Regions from separate parts of the Bos taurus genome. Here region 2 is linked to region 1. A link is a contact called in public Hi-C data. All regions are on one chromosome and are shown on one strand. The core of a region is the stretch at or near the end of the contact, and the rest is flanking DNA. Distances in the headings are between cores, read along the strand shown.

What was found. Hi-C and Micro-C count contacts between places; a contact is called where the count stands out from the background.
Region 2: a Hi-C map of liver shows a contact between it and region 1, with 4 times the contacts expected there. The contact joins the promoter of CLUL1 here to the promoter of THOC1 in region 1. A contact is called at or near these places in 3 of 11 Hi-C or Micro-C datasets (blastocyst, liver and skeletal muscle).

What each region holds. Positions count from the first base shown.
Region 1 is chr24:35,221,917-35,225,349 of ARS-UCD2.0, forward strand. THOC1 (THO complex subunit 1) reads right to left here and starts at 1,485. Exons shown (of 21, transcript NM_001205480.2): 1 at 1,410-1,485. The coding sequence starts at 1,463. LOC101902862 (a long non-coding RNA gene) reads left to right here and starts at 303. Exons shown (of 3, transcript XR_239827.5): 1 at 303-1,240. It overlaps MIR544B-2 (microRNA mir-544b-2), which reads right to left and starts at 106; the gene lies at 15-106.
Region 2 is chr24:35,517,302-35,520,734 of ARS-UCD2.0, forward strand. It overlaps CLUL1 (clusterin like 1), which reads left to right and starts at 1,675. Exons shown (of 8, transcript NM_001034520.1): 1 at 1,675-1,740; 2 at 2,705-2,823. The coding sequence starts at 2,718. It also overlaps the pseudogene LOC112444249.

The sequences.
Region 1 (3,433 bases), core at 235-2,734:
TTACCACCAGCAGCAGTGGCATCACCTGAGAACTTGTTAGAAATGCAGAATCTCAGGCCCCATTCCTACCGAACCAGAATCTCATTTAACAAGATCCCCAGGTGATCCCAACCCATGCTCAATCTCAAGAAGCATTGGGCTAGATGATCTCCTATTAAATGGTCCCTTCCAGGACTGATATGACCTTGGACACACCTAACAGTTTCTCCTCGCAGAATTATAGAAAAGTAGGGACGAATCCAGTCAAACGACTTAGAACACGGTTCTTCATTTGGTAATGGGCAACATAAGAAGAATACTGAGTCTGAAGTCAGAAAAAACAGTGAAGCAAATCATTTAACTTTTATGTTTTCGAACTGTGGTGCTGGAGAAGACTCCGGAGAGTCCCTTGGACTGCAAGGAGATCAAAGCCGTCAATCCTAAAGGAAATCAACCCTAAATATTCTTTGGAAGGACTGATACTGAAGCTCCAAACTTTGGCCACCTGATGCGAAGAGCCGACTCACTGGAAAAGACCCTGATGCTGGGCAAGACTGAAGGCAGAAGAAGTGGGTGACAGAGGATGAGATGGTTGGGTGGCATCACTGACTCAATGGACATGAGTTTGAGCAATCTCCAGGACATGGTGAAGGACAGGAAAGACTGGCACGCTGCAGTCCATGAGGTTGCAAAGGGTCGGACACGACTTAGCGACTGAACAACAACAAAGGCGGGGGCTGGGGGGCGGGCTGTCTCAGTTTCTATCTCGTCTACTGCGGATAATTAAACACCCTACTTCACAGGGCTATTCTGAGTTAAATAAGCTAACATCAAAAAGCCCTGTAAAGTGTTTCCCCCAAATGCTTAAATTACTGTTCCCCAAGGCGGAAGAATAAAATGACAGATGACAACCCTTCCCAAGCTGATCAATTTGCCTCGCCCCACTTAGGACCGTCCTCATCGATCTCTAAGGAGTGAGATACAAAGAGTTAAAGGGTGATGAATAAGCGGCGAGAAGAGCCACCTGGCAGTTAGGAGGCGGGGCGGAAGCCGGTTCTCTGGACTAAAACCAGTCCCGCCTTCCCTCTAGAGCAGCCCCCTGCCAATTCTGGAAACACCCGCCTGGCTAAGCGAGCACCGCAGAGGAGCAGGACCCAAACGGAGGTAGTCTGCGGGTGAGCCCTCCACGAAGGGCGCAGGGCTCCGGGACCCGCCGGCGGAAAGGAGGAGGCGGACCGCAGAGGACTCTTGGAAGAGGCAGGTAAAGCGCCTTTGCCGCCTCCCCAGCCCACGACGGGGCCGGGAACCCGTCGCCGCGGCGTAACGCCTCTGTCCCCGCTTTACCCCAGTGCAAAATTCAAGTAATTTCAGGGAGAGGAGAGCAACAAATAGCGTTGGGCCGGGGCCGCGCCCACCGTTCCGCAACTCACAGTAAACCGCGTCCGCGCTTCGGGCAAACTGAAGAGCGGCGGCGTCGGAGACATCTTCTTGGCTGAGCGTGCCCGCCACTTCGTCGCGGCGCCCGCTGATGACGTCAGGGCGGGAGCAACGAGAGTGCCGGCTCCGTGCGCGGCTAGAGTGGCTTGTGGGCGCAGGGGCGGGTCCGGTGGTGTTAGGGAGCTTCCCTGTGACGGAGGTCGGGAGGGCGTTTGGGAGCCAGGGTTAGCCACTCAACGCCCGATCCGGGTTCGTGGGTAACAACCCATGGGTGACTGCAGATGCGCGGCCTCGCCCTGTACACGCTGCGGGTTACAAGCCGGGACGCTCGGGCTGTTGGCCGGCGTTCTCCTGGTTTGGGAAGTCGGGTGAATGGCGGCTGGTTACGGCTCGATGGGCCGCAAGGGAAGGTGGTAGCCGTCTGAGAATCCAAGTCAGGCGGCTTATCCGGGAGCTCCGGGCTGGGGAGGTGACGGCAGTGGCCGTCGGTTCAAAGTCCTTCTTCCCGAACGAGTGGTCCCACCTCCGGATTCGCGCCTCTGCCTCGAAGGTCACGGGCCCTGTAGCTCAGGTGCAGTTCCACTTTCTGAGAAATAAAAATAACGCTTGTATCCCTGAGCTGTTGAGGAGCGTGAAGTCATGAATGCAAGCGTGGCTTGTGTAGCAATGTAATGTGTGGGGATTCGTTCATTTTGCTGGCAGATAGAGGGCTCTACTGAACGAGGAAGATTGTGGAGGAACGCAGTACTCGGCACTGATTGGATAGCCAGTGGCGCCAAGTCCCAGGGTTAAGGCACCTGTTGCAAGACCTAGTCTTCTGCCCGGTTCCTCCCTCGTCTCCGCTCACTTGGCCAATAAGAAGCCAAGGGGCAGTCGTCTTTCCGTTGGAATTATGCGGTGGGGAAAGAAGCACTGACCCAAACACCTGCTACCAGCTCTTACCCACCTGCGCGTGTTCCTAAATGAAAGCCTGGCGCGCTTTACCTGGTTCCCTTCGTGGATATCCAGCGAGAGTACGGGACGCTAACAAAAATATAACTTTGCGTTATCTTGTCCCTAAGTGGGAATTGTGAACAGTGATGGCTACCTGGAGCGTTGCAGGTTTTTTCAGAATAAAATCATTCAGGTTTGATTGTACAACGTACGTTGCCAAATTGCCCAAATCAACTGGTATTAACTGACTTAATAGGTAACTGATGTAATCGGATTGTTATCGTATTATGGATGATTGTTCAGTTCAGTTCAGTCGCTCAGTCGTGTCCAACTCTTTGCGACCCCACGAATCCCAGCACGCCAGGCCCCGCTGTCCATCACCAACTCCTGGAGTTTACCCAAACTCATGTCCATGGAGTTGGTGATGCCATTCAGCTATCTCTGTCGTCCCCTTCTCCTCACCAACTCCCGGAGTTTACCCAAATTCATGTCCATGGAGTTGGTGATGCCATTCAGCCATCTCTGTCGTCCCCTTCTCCTCCTGCCCCCAATCCCTCCCAGCATCAGAGTCTTTTCCAATGAGTCAACTCTTCACATGAGGTGGCCAAAGTATTGGAGTTTCAGCTTCAGTATCGGTCCTTCCAATGAAGACCCAGGACTGATCTCCTTTAGGATGGACTGGTTGGATCTCCTTGCAGTCCAAGGGACTCTCAAGAGTCTTCTCCAACACCACAGTTCAAAAGCATCAATTCTTCGGCGCTCAGCCTTCTTCACAGTCCAACTCTCACATCCATACATGACCACTGGAAAAAATATAGCCTTAACTAGACGGACCTTTGTTGGCAAAGCAATGTCTCTGCTTTTTAATATGCTATCTAGGTTGGTCATAACTTTCCTTCCAAGGAGTAAGTGTCTTTTAATTTCATGGCTGCAGTCACCATCTGCAGTGATTTTGGAGCCCAAAAAAATAAAGTCAGCCACTTTCCACTGTTTCCCCATCTATTTGCCATGAAGTGATGGGACCAGATGCCATGATCTTAGTTTTCTGAATGTTGAGCTTTAAGTCAACTTTTTCACTCTCCTC
Region 2 (3,433 bases), core at 425-2,924, 300 kb after region 1:
TGTTTTCTAGCAGAGTTAAGAGGTTTTCAACTAATATTGAGAATTGCCAGATAGTTAAGACAGCTAAGGGCTTCTCAAGTGGTAAAGAACCTGCCTGCCAGTGCAGGAGACTTGGGTTCAATTGCTTGGTTAGGAAGATCCCTGATGTAAGAAATGGCAACCCACTCCAGTATTCTTGCCTGGAGAATCCCCATGGACAGAGGAGCCTGGCAGGCTACAGTCCATAGGGTCACAAAGAGTTGGACATGACTGAAGCGACCTAGCACACACACAAGACAGCTAAATGAGATGTGGACAAGACTTCTGGTGTGTCTTATAATTCCCTATCCCCGTGTCCAAGCAGAGCAGAGATAAACTCCAGACTGCAGGTTGCTCAGACACAAGGGTCAACTTCTAAGGGCCCCAAAAGGCAGGTGAGTCAGTTTAGAACAGTCAGTGTGACCTGCTGAAAAGTACCGAGCATCACATTAATAAGTAGTGATCAATAAGTCCAATCAATAAGCATCAATAAGTGGAATCCCTCCAAACTTGGAAAAGGGACCCCAAGACAATCTTGAGATTTCAGTAGCCAGAGACCCAGACTACAGTAGCTGCTATGGTGACTCTCTAATTGTTTTTAGAAGAATCATTTGCTGAATTTTTAGCTCAGCTAATCAATGAGTATATTGTAGTGAAATGCTCACCTATTACACTCTTTATAGGCTAGATGTTATCATTTCATCTAATTAAAATGTTTGCATATGTTTTTTAAAATGCCAAACAACTATGTAAATAATCCTCAGAATGTTTTTAAAATTAATTTTTATTGGAGTATAGTTGTTTTACAATGTTGTGTTAGTTTCTGCTGTACAGCAAAGAGAATCAGTTACGTGTACACATATACCCACTCTTTTTCAGATTCTATTCCCATATAGGTCATCACAGAGTATGGAGTAGAGTTCCCTGTGCAATACAGTAGGTCCTTATTAGTTATCTCAAAATGTTTTATCTAAGCATTTTCTTACTCTTTTTCATATTGTTCCTTACATTTCCAACAAAGAAATTTGTTTGACCTATATACGAAGAGGTGTGTGTGTGTGTGTGCGCGTGCACATACACGTGTGCTCAGTCATGTCTGACTCTTTGAAACGTCAAGGACTGTAGCCTGCCAGGCTCCACTGTCCATGGAATTTTCCAGGCAAGAATACTGGAGTGGATAGCCATTTCCTCCTCCAGGGGACTTTCTCAACTCAAGAATGGAACCAGCGTCTCCTGCATTGGCAGGCGGATTCTTTACCACTGAACCACCTGGGAAGCCTGTGTAAGAAGATACATAGAAAAAATTTCAAATTAAAAAATATTTCTAAGGCTTTAACGAGTCTTATCAAACATATCTGTGTATGCTTGTTTTGGCAACACAGATACAAACACTGGAACAATACAGAGGCCCCAGTACAAGGATGACACGCAAATGTATGAAGAATTCCATATTAAAAAAAAAATTGTGTAAAATAAAGTAGCTCAAGGTCACTGTTCCTGATCGTGTAGACAGCCCGCCCTCTAGTGTTTATTTCGAGACCCTACCACATTCTAAACCATACCCTTAATCTCACAATGTTAGGTTAATAGGATTAAGAGCTGTGTCATCAAATTAATAGAACAAGATTAAATCCCTGACACAGACAAACATTAAATCAGAGGAAAGTGAAGGTCCTTACAGAAGCTGGTGGCAACCTCGTTGGTGAGAGCCTGCAGTTAGTGGTAAATATGTTAAAATTTTATTTGGTAAATAGGGTCTTGATCCCCGGGAGAAGGGAATGGCTCTTGACTCCAGTATTCCTGCCTGGAGAATCCCTTGGGCAGAGGAACCTGGCGGGCTACAGTCCACGGGGTCACAAACAGTTGTACACAAATGACCGACCAACACGGAACTGAAAGGGTCTTAACAGAAAGAGAATTAGCTCAAATGATAATTCTAGACGTAAAATGTGATAGCTTTGTAACTACCAGTATTTTAAAAAGACATTCCAAATGTAGATTAAATAATATAGGGTTGGGTTTTTATTCCAAAATAACAAATATATATATAAAAATATAAATATCCTTTTTGGGAGGAGTTAAGATAATCTAGAGATATAACTGTGAAAGCATATGTTTTTACTGGCAATGTTTACAACTAATTGTATAAAAGGAAATTTATTATCTGAGAAGAAAAAAATTTGTGTAGGATTCATTTATCTGATGGCGTTTATAAGATATATGAGAAAAATCTGAGGGGTTCTTGCTTTCATAAAAAAAAAATAAGTAGTGAACCATCTAGGTTAAAAATTACTTATGGCCTGAGAATTTTGGAGAAAAAACAATCCCCTCTGACATAGCTAATTCTGTGTTTGGGGTTGTTTACTGTTGACAAGGAAATAAAATGAAATTTGGATTCTGCGGGGCTGGGATCCATACTTTTGGTTGCCTTAAATTTCAAATGCTTCAGATGAAGACCTTATTTAACTGCCATGAAGAATGCAAACAAAAGAGGGACTTGGGTTGTCTTTTCAAAGAATTTATTTAGATTTCAAGTTTCCTTATGTCTCAACTATATCAACATGCATTGTCTAAAGTCATAAAGAAAAATCGACAGAAAAATGCTTTGACTCACCAGGTGTTTTCAACTGATGCCAACAGAAACTAAACGGAAGGCATCTGATACAGGTTTATCCTTCCTTCGCAGTCACGGCGGAAACATGAAGCCGCCAATCTTGGTGTTTATCGTGTATCTGCTGCAGCTGAGAGACTGTCAGTGTGCGCCTACAGGGAAGGACCGAACTTCCATCCGTGAAGACCCGAAGGGTAATGTCTGGTATCTTTATCTGCACCGTGTCCCGTCTGCCTGTTTCCATGTCCTGCTGGCACTTACTGTGATTTACAGTTGAGAGATAACCGCATTCAGAACGCCCTCTAGTTTCACAGGGAGACGTTCTCCAGGCTCTTAAGCCAAGTAGACAAGACGCCAAACATCTGGATTAAAAATAGAAAATTCCAATTGTGTCTCTGAGAACGGTTCACAGTTCCAGATGTTCGCCATCACAGAGATAAAACTTGCCAATGTCTTAGGCTGCACGGCTTGGGTTCATCCAGATGTTCCGTGTCCTCTGAGCACGGTTTTAACGAACAGTGAAATTCTTTGCTAGCATTTGAAACATTTAAACAATTAAAGTCATCCATGCAGTTATTCGTGAGACCGTGAAAGGATGGGTTAGAGCGACATCGAATCTGGTTGGTCTGTGCTCATTAAATTGGAGCCTTTGTTTGCCGAGATAGCTTTGGGTGCCTATCTTAGAAAAATAAATTAGTTTAAATGTTCCTTTTGGGGATCTGTAAATAAATTTGGAGGCCAGGTTAAGCTCCTTTGGCGGCCACGTTGGCTATTGTGAAAAGAGTATGACAAACGATGAATTTC